Linked DNA regions of Mus musculus: all the other regions are linked to region 4. The links are chromatin contacts, called in public HiChIP or PLAC-seq and promoter capture Hi-C maps. All regions are on one chromosome and are shown on one strand. The core of a region is the stretch at or near the end of the contact, and the rest is flanking DNA. Distances in the headings are between cores, read along the strand shown. Region 1 holds the start of Pbx3 (pre B cell leukemia homeobox 3). Region 2 holds the start of Mapkap1 (mitogen-activated protein kinase associated protein 1). Region 3 holds the start of Traf1 (TNF receptor-associated factor 1). Region 4 holds the start of Garnl3 (GTPase activating RANGAP domain-like 3).

What was found. Promoter capture Hi-C pulls out the DNA fragments that hold promoters and counts their contacts. HiChIP or PLAC-seq counts read pairs in DNA pulled down with a chosen protein or histone mark. Capture Hi-C pulls out chosen DNA fragments and counts their contacts.
Region 1: a promoter capture Hi-C map of liver shows a contact between it and region 4, with 2.3 times the contacts expected there. The contact joins the promoter of Pbx3 here to the promoter of Garnl3 in region 4. A contact is called at or near these places in 1 of 39 promoter capture datasets (liver), 1 of 484 Hi-C or Micro-C datasets (embryonic stem cells) and 2 of 9 other capture datasets (adipose tissue and liver).
Region 2: a contact with region 4 is called in an H3K4me3 HiChIP or PLAC-seq map of embryonic forebrain, with 8 times the contacts expected there. The contact joins the promoter of Mapkap1 here to the promoter of Garnl3 in region 4. A contact is called at or near these places in 5 of 39 promoter capture datasets (the C10 cell line, embryonic stem cells, liver and 1 more), 1 of 115 datasets of contacts at active chromatin or transcription factors (embryonic forebrain) and 1 of 9 other capture datasets (liver).
Region 3: a promoter capture Hi-C map of liver shows a contact between it and region 4, with 2.7 times the contacts expected there. The contact joins the promoter of Traf1 here to the promoter of Garnl3 in region 4. A contact is called at or near these places in 1 of 39 promoter capture datasets (pre-B cells) and 1 of 9 other capture datasets (liver).

What each region holds. Positions count from the first base shown.
Region 1 is chr2:34,369,955-34,373,607 of GRCm38.p6, forward strand. Pbx3 (pre B cell leukemia homeobox 3) reads right to left here and starts at 2,091. Exons shown (of 9, transcript NM_016768.2): 1 at 1,767-2,091; 2 at 870-943. The coding sequence starts at 1,966.
Region 2 is chr2:34,405,557-34,408,953 of GRCm38.p6, forward strand. Mapkap1 (mitogen-activated protein kinase associated protein 1) reads left to right here and starts at 1,295. Exons shown (of 12, transcript NM_177345.4): 1 at 1,295-1,698.
Region 3 is chr2:34,959,894-34,963,095 of GRCm38.p6, forward strand. Traf1 (TNF receptor-associated factor 1) reads right to left here and starts at 1,879. Exons shown (of 10, transcript NM_001326601.1): 1 at 1,631-1,879. Gm52552 (a long non-coding RNA gene) reads left to right here. Exons shown (of 3, transcript XR_003954034.1): 2 at 1,477-1,579. It overlaps Gm46733 (a long non-coding RNA gene), which reads left to right and starts at 2,810. Exons shown (of 2, transcript XR_001783275.1): 1 at 2,810-3,188.
Region 4 is chr2:33,129,320-33,132,980 of GRCm38.p6, forward strand. Garnl3 (GTPase activating RANGAP domain-like 3) reads right to left here and starts at 1,300. Exons shown (of 30, transcript NM_001355200.1): 1 at 1,105-1,300. The coding sequence starts at 1,196.

The sequences.
Region 1 (3,653 bases), core at 841-3,340, 1.2 Mb after region 4:
AGGAAAGATAACTAAACACAAACTAAAACATGTAAAACATATGTATATATATGCACTTTAGCTTTACCCTTAAGTCAAGAGTAAAAATACCTTAAATAGAAAAAGTCTGACAAGAAAGTTAAACTATAAGGAACTGTCAAAAATTTTCCCTACTCTGTATCAGCAATTTTCATTCTAGCACTTCTGCAAACCTATCCTACTCCTGCCCTGAACTTCAGAATGTTTGTTTCATCAGGATCTGTGGACATCTTTCTTTATACATTGAAGCTCAGTTTTACAAGTGTAGCAGTTGTAAGACGGAGGCTATAATAGAAGTACTAATAGGCATGATACATTGTATATGCCTAAGCACATGATTTTCCTTCCTGGATTCCTAAAAATCTTCCCACCTAAAGCACCAAGTCCAGGGTATTACTGAGGTGTGTTCGGTTGTGACTTCTACCAGTAGAACCGAAGCTTAAAACTGTCTAAGTAAAACAAAGTTCTAGTGACGCCTCTCCAGGGGAACCGGTCCCTGGCATCCAGTCTCCCACCGCTCCTTTTAAAAAATGCTACACAGGCAAAAAGAGATAGGAGAGGGCAACTAGCTAGAGCCCCCTCCCCGACTGAAACCAGGGACTACCTCCTAGGGAACTGCGACCCAGCTCCATTCTCATATACACTTCATTTAGTACCAAAGCAGAATTGAGAAATAGACTCCAGATTTATTGCAGGTTTGTTTTTTTTTTCTCAAGATCAGGAGGTGGGAAGCAAAGAATGATCAAAGATGGCGGTGCCCAAAAGCAGCAGCTCTCAACTGGAGAGTCGAAGGAGTAGATCTGACCCCACCTCGGGGGTCTCCAGGCCCACTGTGAGCAGCAGAGTCTTACCTGTTTTCTCTTTGATCTCACACAAGACGCTGAAGAGCGCCGGTTTCATTCTGTGACAGTTCAGAGCATGTTTCCTAAAAAACAAATAGCAAAACACAAAGGTATTAGCATCACCTATTGGAATAATATGGCGCCTTCCTTTAAGTTAGACCCAAGATTTAAAACCGGCCCCCAGTTTGGAAAAGCTCCTTTGAACCACGGGAAGTCAACAAAAACTCAAGTTTACTAGTTCGCAACTGGCGGCAAGCTCTAGCGGCTGAGAGCTCCAGCCCGATAGCAGCGTGACCCATCTGCTGGCTCGACAGAAGCCTCGGCGTACACAGGAGTGACCCGTGCATGAGGCTCCGCTCCGGGGGCCGCGGCGGGACCCAAGGGACCAGACCGGAGCGGAGGGAACCCCAACGCCCAAGCTCCACAAGAGGAGCGGGCGCAGCGGCCAGCGGGCGGCTAATAATCAGCGGGTGACAGCTCCGCAAAGTTTGCCAAGCGGCCCTCCCTCTAGAGAACTTGGCGCTCCCGCACAGGGTTGTGCGGGGAAGCAGCCGGTCACCCCGGACTGGGCCGAGGGGAGTGGGTGCCCGGAGTCTGGGCAGGCGGAGAAAGTTGCACTTCCCTGCGGTGCGGCCACGGACCCGGCTGGGACGCGGAGCGCGCTGGGGTCCGAGCGGGAGGTTTAAATCTGGGGAGGGGGGCGGGCAGCAGGGCACGGACGAAGCAATGATCGAGTTTGTCCCGAGCCCGGCGAGCAACTTTGCCCGCGCGATGGGGGACACAGCAAGTGCCCGGCGGGCGGAGAAAGTTCCCGCCCGCAACTGAGGCCCGGGTCCCGGGAGCCAGCCGGGACCCGAGCCCGGCTCCCGTACACACACAAAAGATGCTTAATGAGACGACACCAACTTTGCTTGCGCCTCGTCCAAGCTCTGGTCGGTGATGGTCATGATCTGGTGGAGGATGTCGCCGATGTCCTGCTTCCTGCCGTCGCCGTCCGCCCCTTCGTGGCCGTGAGGGGGAGGCGGCAGAGCCATACCCCCCTGGACCGAGTGGCCGGCCAGGTTCACCCCGGCCAGAGTCTGCAGCATCCTGGATTGATCGTCCATCCCGCCGCGCGCGGGCGGGAGCGGGCGGCGGCGGCGGAGGCGAAGGCTGAGGCGGCGGCGGCGGCAGCGGCGGCGGCGGCGAGGGAGGAGAAGAAAGAGGGGGAGGGGGAGGGGGAGGCGGCCGCGCGCTCCCCGCCCGCGCGGGAGGGGGCGGCCTGGCCCGGCGCGGCCCGCGACTGAGGGGACGCGGACCGGCGTCCGGCTCCGGCTTCCGCCGCGGAGGAGACTGAGGACAGCGGCGGGCGGAAGCGGCGCGCTCGCCGGCGGAGGCGGAGGCGGTGGTGCCCGCTGCCCTCACGCGGCCGCCGCGCTGCCTCCTCAGCGCCCCTCGCCGCGCCGGGCGGCCCCGCACAACTTGGTCCTCAGCGCCAGCCGAGTTGCCGGGACGCCGCGGCCGCCGCCGCCCGCGCCAGCCAGAACGGTCCCCTCCCTCAGCCGCCTGCCGCCGCCGCCGCCGCCTCAACCGGGCGGGATCGGAGCACCGGCGGCCCCGAGGGAGGGAGCGGCGGCGGCGGCGGCGGGCTGCGGAGGAGGAGGAGAAGGAGGCCGACGGGCGGGCCGCGGGGAGCGAGAGGGGCGGAGGAGGAAAGTTTGGGAGCGGGCGGGCCGGCGCGGCGGGGACACGGAGCCCGGTGGAGGGCCCCGGCGGGCCGCACGCCGGGCGGACAGCAGATTGATGAGGCGGGAGAACTCGCCGCCGCCACCTCCGGTGCCGCGCACCCAGTCAGCAGCCGCTGTGGACCGGGCTCGAAGGCCGCTCGGCTGAGGGATTGACAGGCTGCCAGTGCCACTCACTCACTGCGGCCCCGGCGCCCGCGGGGGGAGGGGCAGGGAGAGCTGAAGGGCGGGGGAGCGCCCCGGATGCCCCGCCTCCGGAGGCGGAGCCTTCTCTCATTGGGCTTTGCGCCTCCCGCCGCCGCCACTGGCCCCGCCCCTAGAACGCAGCCCGTCCCCTCTGGCCTCTGCTGTGGGGTGCCTGAGAGCCAGCCCGGGAGCCTTATGGGCTACTCGCGCCGGCACTCCACAGATGGTCGGTCAGTCCAGCCAGCAAAGTGTTGTCCCCGGATCCTGCTCCTTCCCTATTATTAGCAGTTGGGGACTTAGAGGTGTTATATAGGACCGAATAAAGTGTACCCGTAGCCGACAGCGTGGTCCCCCATTGCATGAGATGAGCTTCACGCCTCGGACAGTGCCTGGGATACTTTCCCGCTCTTCATATCAAGAGGTGGTACCCTCTGGGCACAAGGCCTCAAGCACAGGGCCAATCGCATTGCGCTCAGCGCCGAACGAGGCGGGACAGAGCCAAGAAAGGGTTGTCCCAATTGGAGCGTTCGAAAGTCCTGGGCTGAGACCGGGAAAAGGGTCTAAAAGCCCTGCCCGTCCCACGGTCGCTATGGTAACCCGAACTCAGCACAAGGAGTTAGCGCTGGCAGTAGGGCCTTGCGCTGTCTGTCCCTCAAGGAGTGACCAGTTAGAATGGGAGCCTGTGGTTTCGCATGGACAGAGCTCTTCTCTGAAAAGCTAGCAAATGGAAAGGTCACAGAAACATGTCACCTGGAGAGAGTGAAATCCAGGACTATTTTCTAAGCTAACTGCGCTTTGCACACTCGACGAGTCCTGGAGATCCGGGGACTACCCTGGCAGGTGTGCGGAACCTGCGGAGAGCGAGACAATAGTCTTACAGACA
Region 2 (3,397 bases), core at 45-2,544, 1.3 Mb after region 4:
AGAGAAGGTATTGTTTCTTCTGGGCCTCTGGCTGTTACAATCTTTCTGTTCCCAATTTCAATGGTGGTCTCTGAGCCTTTCAGTGAAGGTGCTATGTATCCTGTTGCAGGGTATTTGATCACACTGTGAACCCCACGGTTGTGTTACTGAAAAAACCTGTTTTTAGTTGTGGTGTGGCTCAGCCCTTAGCTCACACCTTTAATCCCTCTGGTTGGAATACAGATGTGCCCTTAGTACACACCTTTAATCGCAAACAATGAAGGTAAAGTTAGTTGGTAAATGGAAGCAAGCAGCCATGTTTGAAAGTGATGTCTAATTGAATGACAAAGTGATGCATCAGAAAAAGATTTGACAGAATAGGATATACCCAACTCTCAAGAGAAGAGGGAAGGAGGCAGTTTTACAAGGAGAGTTTGATACAGACAGGTTGAAGAGAGAACAAGCTAGACACAGGTGAAGATAGAATGAGCCAAAGAAAAAGAACCAGGGGATTAGAACAGGTTGCTTAAATTAGAATGAAGCCTAGCAGAGCAATTCTGTCAGAAACTGAGTGGAGCCAGATTGAATCAGTCAGCTTGGAGAAAAGTTTGAGCCAGAATCGCCAGTCCGAGATCAGAAAGTACTAGAAAGGATGATCGTATTCAGCAGCAAACATTTCAGGCTGAAAACATTCTAGGCTTTGATTAGATTCAATGGAGGCTGAAAAATTCCAGGACTAGGTCTAGGTTAGCAGACTGAGATAGTAAGCCTCCAGACGACAATTACTACAGAACGACAGGAGAATAAGTTACAATTACAGTGTCCTACTGTGGCTGAGCACTCGATGGACATTTCATCTGTGCACCATGGCCACTTGTGAGAGTTTCTGTATTAACCATTGTCCACTGCAGTAAAAAAACAAAACAAAATAAAACAAAAAAATACCCAAACTTCTCTGATTAGGTGTGAGAGCGTCACTAATCTGGGTTTAGATAGTAATTTAAAAAGCAGTTTGATACTATGTCCATGTAGCAAATAATAGTTGCAGTGAACTCTTCTTTCTGATATGGCGGTTAAGATGAAGACTTTTCCCTGTAAAAGTAAGACGTAGCTTACAGAGATCCTTACACTTGAAGGTAAACAGAAGTTGGTTAACCTGCTCCAGAAACGGCCAAGGGCAGCACGCATGCGCAACCACCCACCAGTTCCCGCCCCTTGTCCCGCCCCCGGGAGGCAGCGACTTCTCGTTCCTGGCTCTGGGGCTTGCGCACTGCGTCCCCAGCCAAAGGCGTCTTGCAGATCGGGGACTTCCGGTACGCGGGGTACGGTTCCGGGTCGTGGCGCGGCTCTGGGTAACAGGGCTGCTGTTGCCGGCCGGCGGCGGCGGGGTCATGAGGGCGTGCCCGGGGCGCCAGGGCCGAGTGGGCCGGTAGGACTGCCGAGGACTTCGTAGGCGCTGGGTTCGGTGCAGGGGCCGGGAGGCGTGGGGGAGTCGGGACCTCCCTCAGGGACGTGTCCCGGGCGAGGCGGCCTGTAGTGTGGGAGCAGCTTCAGGTAAAGGTTGCCCCAGCCGTCGCCCCCTCGCCCGCGGGACCCTCCGACCTCTCAGCACCCCGCTGCCGTCGCTGCCCAGCGGCGCCCGTTGGGGCTGTGCTCGGTGGCCTGGGAACATCGGTTTCCTTGCTCTTCCTGAGCCTGACAGCTGGGTGTGTGACTTAGGTGAGGAGAGACTTTGGACCTGGTTGTGCGGGGGCGGGGGAGGGGGCAGTCCTTGGCTCTGGCGGTTTCGGGTCTCGGAACTCTGCAAGGTCCGGTGCCCAAGTTCCATCCTGTGAAATCAACTTTTCAAAGCATTGCCAGGGCAGTCCTGAAACGGTCCCACTGATTGTTTATATCCCGAGAGCGCTGCGGGGAACTTGGAGTCCGTTTTTCTGTTTATGGGAGTGACAAGGAATGGTGAAGTTGCGGGGGCCGTGGGGGGGGGGTTGGGAAGAAGAAAAGATTATAGTTTAAAGAAGTGTATAACTCAAGCCAGAAGCTCTAAGATGAAACAGGGACCTCACAATTTGTTACAGCTTCCAATGAATGACCGCAGTATTTGAAACTGTCACTGTTCCCAACTCTGTGCAAAGCACCATGTTTATTACAAACCCCCAAAGGGCCGAGTTCAAAACCTTCCCAGGTGTAAACAGGAACGTGTACAGACACATCAGTTGATGAGGTCGGCCTTCGCAGGACTCACAGAAAGGATGGGTCCCTATTGTGCACAACCACCAGGGCAGAAATAAAGTGCGTTACTCCTATGTTTAGGAGCCACCCAAGCTGCAGTGACAAATCTTGCTCAATGCTATTTGCCCCCATCTTTTTCAGTCACACCCCTTCAAGCTTACTGGACGCTAGGGAGGGGCATGCCAGGTGTCCCTTTCCTTTAAGCTTTGCTCATATCTGCCTTCTGCTACTAAATGTGAATAGTGCCTGCGACGCCTCTATAATCTTGTGGCTCTCTGCTAGTGTTTAACAGCTAACCTTTTAAAAGTCCCTGCTATGGGCCTTTCTTCTGGATAAGTAGGATCTCACATCATTTTTGATTTGTTCTCACATAAACTTTTTTTTTTCCTCACCCTGTCCTGCCTAGACACTTCCTATGTTTTGATTTCTATTGCTAATGCTTCCCATGGTCCAACTGATGGTGGTCTCACTCAGCCAATTAAGGACAATCCCAGCTTTGAATGAGTGATTCATTGACCCTCCCATTTTTAAGAATTATTTTAAATATGTATGTGTGTCCATGTGGGATTTGTTTGTGTACATGTGAGGGCAGTTGCCTACAGTGGTCAGAAGAGCCAAAGAGCGTGTCAGATCCCCTAGGACTGGAGCCGTTGGTGCTGTGAGCGGCACATTGTAGGTGCTGGGAACTGAACTTGGGTACTGCACAAGAGCAGTGCTGGTTCTTAATTGCTGAACCATTTCTCCATCCCCTGGGAATGATTTCTTCCGGAAAACCCTATAAGCGCCCCTTATTTACAGTCCCTTAGCAAGCATTCATTGTGCATGGATATAGGTCAGCCACTGCATGGCAGTTTAATAAGTAAGACTCAGTCATTGTGTACAGCCAGTTCTTACGGTGAGAGGGACACGTGTGAGAGTTTTTCTGTGATTCGGAAGTAGTATGCCGTGTCAGTTTTTGAGAGGTGACGCTTGGTGAAGGGAATGAGCATAATGTGAGGTAAATTGAGCTTCAGTTTTTCCTCATTTAATCATTTTAATTCAGGTTGGCCCAGAATAGTTACACAGCTGGTACGAGACAGAGCCTTCTTTCATACCAGGACATTCATGCAAATACATATTGAAGCAACTGTCAAAGAGGGAAAATAAAAATGTTGAAGTGGAGAGTGCAGACAGTCCTCTAAAGGTAGAC
Region 3 (3,202 bases), core at 629-3,128, 1.8 Mb after region 4:
ATCTCCCACTTTGTGCCCACAGGCCAACCCAATGTAGACAATCTCTCATTGAGACTCCCTTCCCAGGTCATGCCAAGTTGACCATTATAGCTAGCTGGCACAGTAGGCAAAGGTGTGGCAGGGGCCTTGACTGAAGTGACCTGCTCCAAAAGCTTCGATAATTTATTCAGGTGATGGTCACACCCTTCTTGTTTCTCACAATGAGAGATTTAAAATGGCAAATGACACTTACACAGTGTTTTGGCATCTATCAGCTTCCTTGATTCTCCCAGGTGGTCAGGTCAAGTTAGACTCTGTTATGTCTCTAGATAGAGTCAATGGTCTACCAAGCCTGGGGTGACACCAGGACATCTAGTGGCCAAGAGGTTACTCCATCCTACAGACTTCCAACTGAATCCTCCCCAGCCTGCTCAGCTAATGATCTCTCATCTCCTTGCCTGCTCTCAGAAAGGCATTCCCTTAACTCCGTCCTCAGCCTGACCAGCAACCCCCTGCACCCCACATGTCCTTTCCTTTTCCGACTGGGACACAAGGGAAGCACCCAACCTTCTGGATCCTTTTCTCTTGTCCTAGACGGGCGCCCCCCCCCCCCCACTCCAGCTCATCTCCCAGCTCCTGCTACCAGCATTAGAATACTCCCACACGGCTGTGGGCTAAGACAACAGGCACTGCTGCTCTGGTGCTACCTGTAAAGTGGTTTGTTTTTCTCAGTACTGGGATCAGACCCAAGGCTGCGTACAAGTGCTTGCTAACCAAGCCACAGTTCCAGCCTCGTTTTAAGTACTTTAACAAACATTTTGTCAATATTTCCCTCCAGTCTTTGGAGACCCTCCCCTACTCTATAGCCCAGGGGTCCAAGGCACAGATAAATTGAGTGACTTGCTCAAGACCTTAAAGCTAGAGAGGCAGGAAGGACTGAGACCAGACCTGTGCTTTAAAATGAGCTTGGCAATTATCCCAAATTCTTCTCCCATATCCACTCTCTCTTCTCACACTGCAATACAAAGTTTAAAGAAGATTGTCAGCACAGCTGCTGAAACTCCAGGGAATCTACTCAGCCCTGTCATAAGCCCACACACTGTCAAATGCTCCGGGCCTGCCCTAATTTCAGTCCCATCAGAAGCAGGCCAGTGGACTTCTAGCCTTCCTTTCTATGACAGCACTTTCCTTCACACCCTTCAGAGTTATTTTTTACACTGCGGTGGCTTTTTACAGGTCTCTTTCACCGCCTTCTCACCTCCATCTTCCTTAGTCTCATCTCCATGGCTCCCAGAATGGACAATCTATCTGCTGAACAGAGGCGTCTCATCCTCCTTCTAGTCTTTGGGGACCCACCTGGGCCACACCCCACACTTTGGAACATCTCGGTGACAGTGTCCAGATTGGGATCCCATGGCCTACATGCTGCCTTTAGCCTGGACATGCTGTCTAGTCGCCTACCTATGAATTCCTGCCTACCTGCCCCCTTTCCTTCAGCAGGTGATGTCCCCTGCCACATCAGAACGAGCTCAGAGCTGAGGGCAGAACCGAAGTGACAGCTTAAGGACCAGAGCACCGCTCAGGAAGGGAGAGAGGCTGAGTATGGTCGCACTTGGGGACCCTGGGGACCCGCGGGGGACGGGCAACCAACCTGTGCGCCGCCTTCTGCTCGCACCGGGCGGTAGCGTCCTTGGGGCAGAGAACCGGGCTGGGCTGGCGGAAGCCAAGGGAAGCTGGGCTGGGCAGGCGGGTGGGACTGAGCTGGGCTGGCTTCGGAGGCTGGCCGGGGGGCGGGCTGATCGCTCCTCCCTCAAGGAAACAGAACTGGAGTGCTTCTGTTGGGGTCCTGGTGCTAGCTGACTCCTAGCATTCCATCAGTGGCTGCACTCCTGAGATACTCAGCACACACACAAACAACATTGAGCTCCAGCCTGAAGTGCCGCAAGGCAAGAGTGGAAAAACAGCAAGCTTTACCACAGTGGATTCTTGTTAAGAGCCCAGCACCCGGTAAACTCTGCCAATCTCTGTGAACAATGCAGATGGCAGTGTGATAGTGCAGTGCTCTTGGCATTGGGCGCTAAAGAAACTGGGTGAAGCAGGGAAGTGGTTGTGCTTTTTAAGCTAAACACACGCAGCATTTGATACACACACACACACACACACACACACACACACACTCACTCACTCTTACTCCAAAGAGTTAGGGAACTTAGTGTCAGGATATAAGTTTAGTTTAAAAGATTAAAAAACCAACCAACCAACTGGTGTAATTTTTGCAAACCAGCAATCTCACAAGGGTGCCGTCTGTCCGCAGATGTCCGCTGGCTCCTGGTCAGATGGTCAGTGTTTCTTTATCTGGTTAATTTGGCTTGGGCTCCTTACTTGATTTCTAACTGATTGATTTGTTTGTTTTGAGACAAGGTCTTCCCGTGTAGCCCTGAAGACTCCAAACTGTAAGCCATGCTCCTGCCTCAGCTTCCCAAGCACAGGACCTACTTGGTTGGGCTTTTGTTTGGATGAGGGAGGTGTGTATGTCTCCCTCCCATAGCAGGTCTGCTGTTGGCTTCAGGTTTCTAGCAGGCAGGTGATACTGCATCTGGGTGGCTGGTGGAATAAAGACTTCTGGGGCTTGACTTGGAAAGGGGATGTCTGCCTGAAGGCAAGTGTTGTGTCTCAGGAACACGAAATACAACCTCTGTGATTTGTGCAAGCATGGTCAGAGGTGACCTCTAAGGATCTTCCATTCATCTGCTTTTATTTTATTTTATTTTATTTTATTTTATTTTATTTTTTGAGACAGGGTCTTGCTATGTAGTCTAGGCTGGCTTAGAATTGGTAAGCCTCCTGCCTCAGTTTCTCAAGTGCTAGGATCACAGGCATATGCCACTCAGCCCGCTGTGGGCCTTTGAATTCTAACAGTAACGGAGTCTACGAGCTCCCTGTGTCTCTGACATTAAAAGTCACTGGTTCTTTCTTAGTTTTTGGTTGTGACCCTAGCTTTAATGGCTGATCTACCTCTTGCACATAAAAGTCGCCGATTCTCAAGTGCAATTGGTGAAGTGACATTTCTCAAGTGTGGACGTTGTAAGATCCCCTCTCTGGTCTCACCTTTCTGGGACCACCCCTCTTTCCTCTCTGCCCTAGGGTAAAGAAAAAAGAGCAGGCAGTCTGACCTCACACTTCACGCGCCACATCCTGTTTTCAGATGAGTGAGTTCATATGC
Region 4 (3,661 bases), core at 50-2,549:
GCCCTTCAGGCTCTGTGATGGGCCAGGCTTGAGGCAGCTGTGGTGATGGGGAAGAGGCTAGGGCAGCGGCTAGAGCAGCCTTGATATCTGTCCTTACCACACAGCATCAGAACTGCTGGAGCAGTGTGTCAAGGACTGAGTCTGAGAAAGGCCAATTAAGGGCATCACACCTTCCTTTAAGGATCTTGGCTGGTTTGCTTTGTGCCTTAGCAAATGAACTCTCTTTTCCACCTCAGTGGAGGTTAGAGTCCTACATCTTTTTTCTCTTCCTCGTCCCTACCCATGCTATGGCAATTAAAAACTCAGGGGTGCAGGCAGCAGTAGGCTAGGAGGAAGGGGGTTGGCTTCAGGATACCCTCCCTAAGGCCATTATTACAGAATACTGATGAAAATCTGGCCCAGATGGTGGTGCTGGAGTCATTCTGAAAGGAATGAGTCCACCTGGAAGCAGGACCCATTTCAAGTTACAAGGAATTCCTTGGAGGTGGGAGTAAGCCGGGGATAGGCATGGGCAAGAGCCGCAAAGGGAAGGGCGTGTCCGGCAGCAGCCAAGCTTCACCTACGGCCAGGCTGGTTCCTCAGGAGGGCGCCAGTTAAGGAAGGTAAGTCCGGGAGGGGCACGGACAACCTGGGAAAGAGAAAGGACCTAGGAACTATGCAGGGTGCCCCCCACCCCAACCACAGATGGGCGGGGCCATAGGCAGCAGGTGGCCAGGCACTTGGGGTGCGAGGATGGATTATAGAAAGCAAGAGAAGCCTAAAGGGTGTCCTTTTGGGGGCTTAGGGGTTCCGACCTTGTCCTTGAGCATTTAGAAGCAGGCAGGTCGCGTTCTCCACAGCCCAAGACCTCCCTGAGCCGTAGTGTGCAGGGCCTGTCACAGGGCCGAGGCTTCGGACGTCCACATCATCTGCCGGCCGGACACAGGTCTCTAGCCCTCCCGCTGGGCACTCCCTCAGCGTGGCCCGGCCGCTCTACTGGGCTCTGCGCCGACTCCCTCCCACGCCGCGGCCTCGCCACACTCTGTCCCCTCACACCGCCAACCCCCACGTGGCCTACTCCCCTCTCCCACCCCTAGAGGCTGCACCCCTCCGGGGCAACGGTACCTGGGACTCTCAAAGCTGCACCCCCTGCGCCGCAGCGCCGCCCTCTTCTGCCGCAGGAGCGCAGCGGCAGCCCCGCCGGGTTCCTGCTCCATCGCCCCGGGCGGGGGCCGACGGCTCGGGCACACTCGGGTGGGCTCGGGCCTCGGCGGTGTTCGGCCGGACGCTCAGCTAGCGCGCCGCAGCCCACGCCCCGCCCCGCACCCCTCACCGGACCCAAGCCCCGCCTCTGTCCCGCCCCAAACTCCAGCCCAGCCTGGGACCTCAGGCCCCGCCCCGAACTCCAGCCTAACCACGCCCTCAGACTATTCGCGGGGTCCAAGCCCCGCCCCTACTCTAATCAGGTCCCTTGAACACGCCTGAGGCTTTAGGCCCCGCCCCTACTCTAACGGCCTAACCACGCCTCTGGCTTTAGGCCTCACCTCTGCCCCGCCCCCATTCTAGCAGGTACGCCTCTTCCGAACCTCTGGCTTTAAGCCCTGCCCCTAGCCTAGCGAAGTTTGCCTCATCTCTCCGGAGCTAGTCTCCGGAACCTCCCTGATCTCCTACCGAATCCACTCCCTTTGGTCCTTTTTGAGGCCTTGGCCCTCCCCCTGCCTCGCCCCTAATCTAGAAGATCCTCCCTCACCACTCAGCTGGGTTTAGGCCCCGCCCCCTCACCGCCCCAACCCAGTCTATTTGAATTAGGTTCAGGTCCCGCCCCTGTCCGCCTTTGCCCCGCCCCAATCACGCAGATCTCCTCTCAGCTCTGCTCAGGCTCCACCCGTGCCCCGCCCCAAGTACCAAGCCTTACCTATCAGTGGGCTCAGGCCCCACCCCAAACCCTTATCCAGTCAGTCCCTTTGCCCTTCAGCTTTGCCAAGGGCCCGCCCCATCTCTTAGCCAAACCCACCTCACTCCCTAGTCTGGGCACAGGCCACGCCCCGAGCTAACGATCTCCGTTTCTCCGGCCCTTCTCAGACCAGTGCAGGCCCCACCCTGCCTCTACACCAGCTCCAGCCACGCCCCTCCTGAACTGGCCTCACCAAGATCTTCTACCCGCGCTCCCTCCGTTCTTCTGTGTAGCGCACGCAGGCTCCCAATGCCCACTGGATCCTCAACTTCGTCGGGTCCACGGCCCATCACTCCCGCTCCTTACCATTCCCACAGATCTAGGCCCTTCCCACCTACCCCTCCAGCACAGAGCGCTCTATCGGCCCGCCGCTCCACAGCTCCGATTGCTGGATTCTCTGCTGACCCTCCTCACCTCAGCACCTCTTGGTCCTTTCTATCGTAGCACCGCCTTCTTTTGGGGGCCGCCTTTCTCCACATCCCGCCCACAGGCATGGCCCCCAACCCCGGAGCTCCGCCTCTTTTCTCTTGAAGCTGAGGTCTGTACTTAGAGCAATTTTGTTCTCTCGTCCCTTGGCTATTCCACCCCAAGAGCCCTCTAGCTTCCCCGCCTACAAGTCCCGCCTATCTAGCCCCGCCCATGTCGCCTCTTTCTCACTTCAGGAGTGCCTGGATGGTGCGGGTCTTCCTGCCTGAACTGGGGTCCACCATGAGGTTTGCGCTACCTCAGGATCTAACCAGTCAGCAAAAGGAGGTACTACTGTCTCCTGGTGGCTGTTTGTGGTCTGACACAGTGAGGCTGAGGGGAGCTTTGGTTGTCTACCAGTTGTGGGTTCAGGTTTTCATTCATAACCTTCCAATTTTGTGACAGCTCTAACCTCCACCCCTCATTTCCTCCCCGAGTCGGATGCATCATCTGAGTTCTGTAACATTGCACTGTAGTTGGGTGTGGAAATTCATCTGAGTTTAAGTAAGGATGGCTTTGCCATCTATTTCTAGTTCAGTTTCTGTTGCTGTGATCAAAAGCACCTTAGGGAAGAAAGCCTTTATTTGTCTTACAGGCTACAGCCCATCATCTGGGAAGTCAGAGCAGGAGCTCAATGTCCCAAGCAGAAACTGAGGTCTGTACTTGGAGCAATTCTGCGTCTCTTGTCCCTTGGCTATTCAGCCCCAAGAGCCCTTTAGCTTCCCCTGCCCTACACAAGCCCCGCCCACGTTGCCTCTTCCTCACTTCAGGGGTGCCTGGATGATGCGGGTCTTCCTGGCTGAAGCGGAGTCCACAACGAGGTACAACAGTTTGGAGCTGGAAGGGTGAGGAACTCAAGAACTGAATCAGCACTTAACAGATTTTCCTCTGGCTTGCTCACCTTCTTTTCTTATCTAGCCAAGTACCACCTGCCCGGGATACTACCACCTACAGTGGGCTTAGATCCTTCACAGCACCCCACCACCACTACCAAAAGCCCTCACAGACCTGTCTACAGGCTAATCTGATGGAGGAAGCTGCTCAATTGAGAGTTCCTCTTCCCAGGTAAAGTGTAGGTGTGTGCTAATTTGTGCAGCAGGGCTCTTTCACTGCGATCACAAGGTTCTGGTCTCATTCAAGCAGAGACAGGAGCAAGAATGGGTGTGTATGCCTGGGAGCTGCCACTGAGATCCCCAATCTACTCTAGTTCCTGCGCTCCTGCTCGCTGGCGCTTGCTCTCTCTCTGCCTCCCTCCCTCCCTTA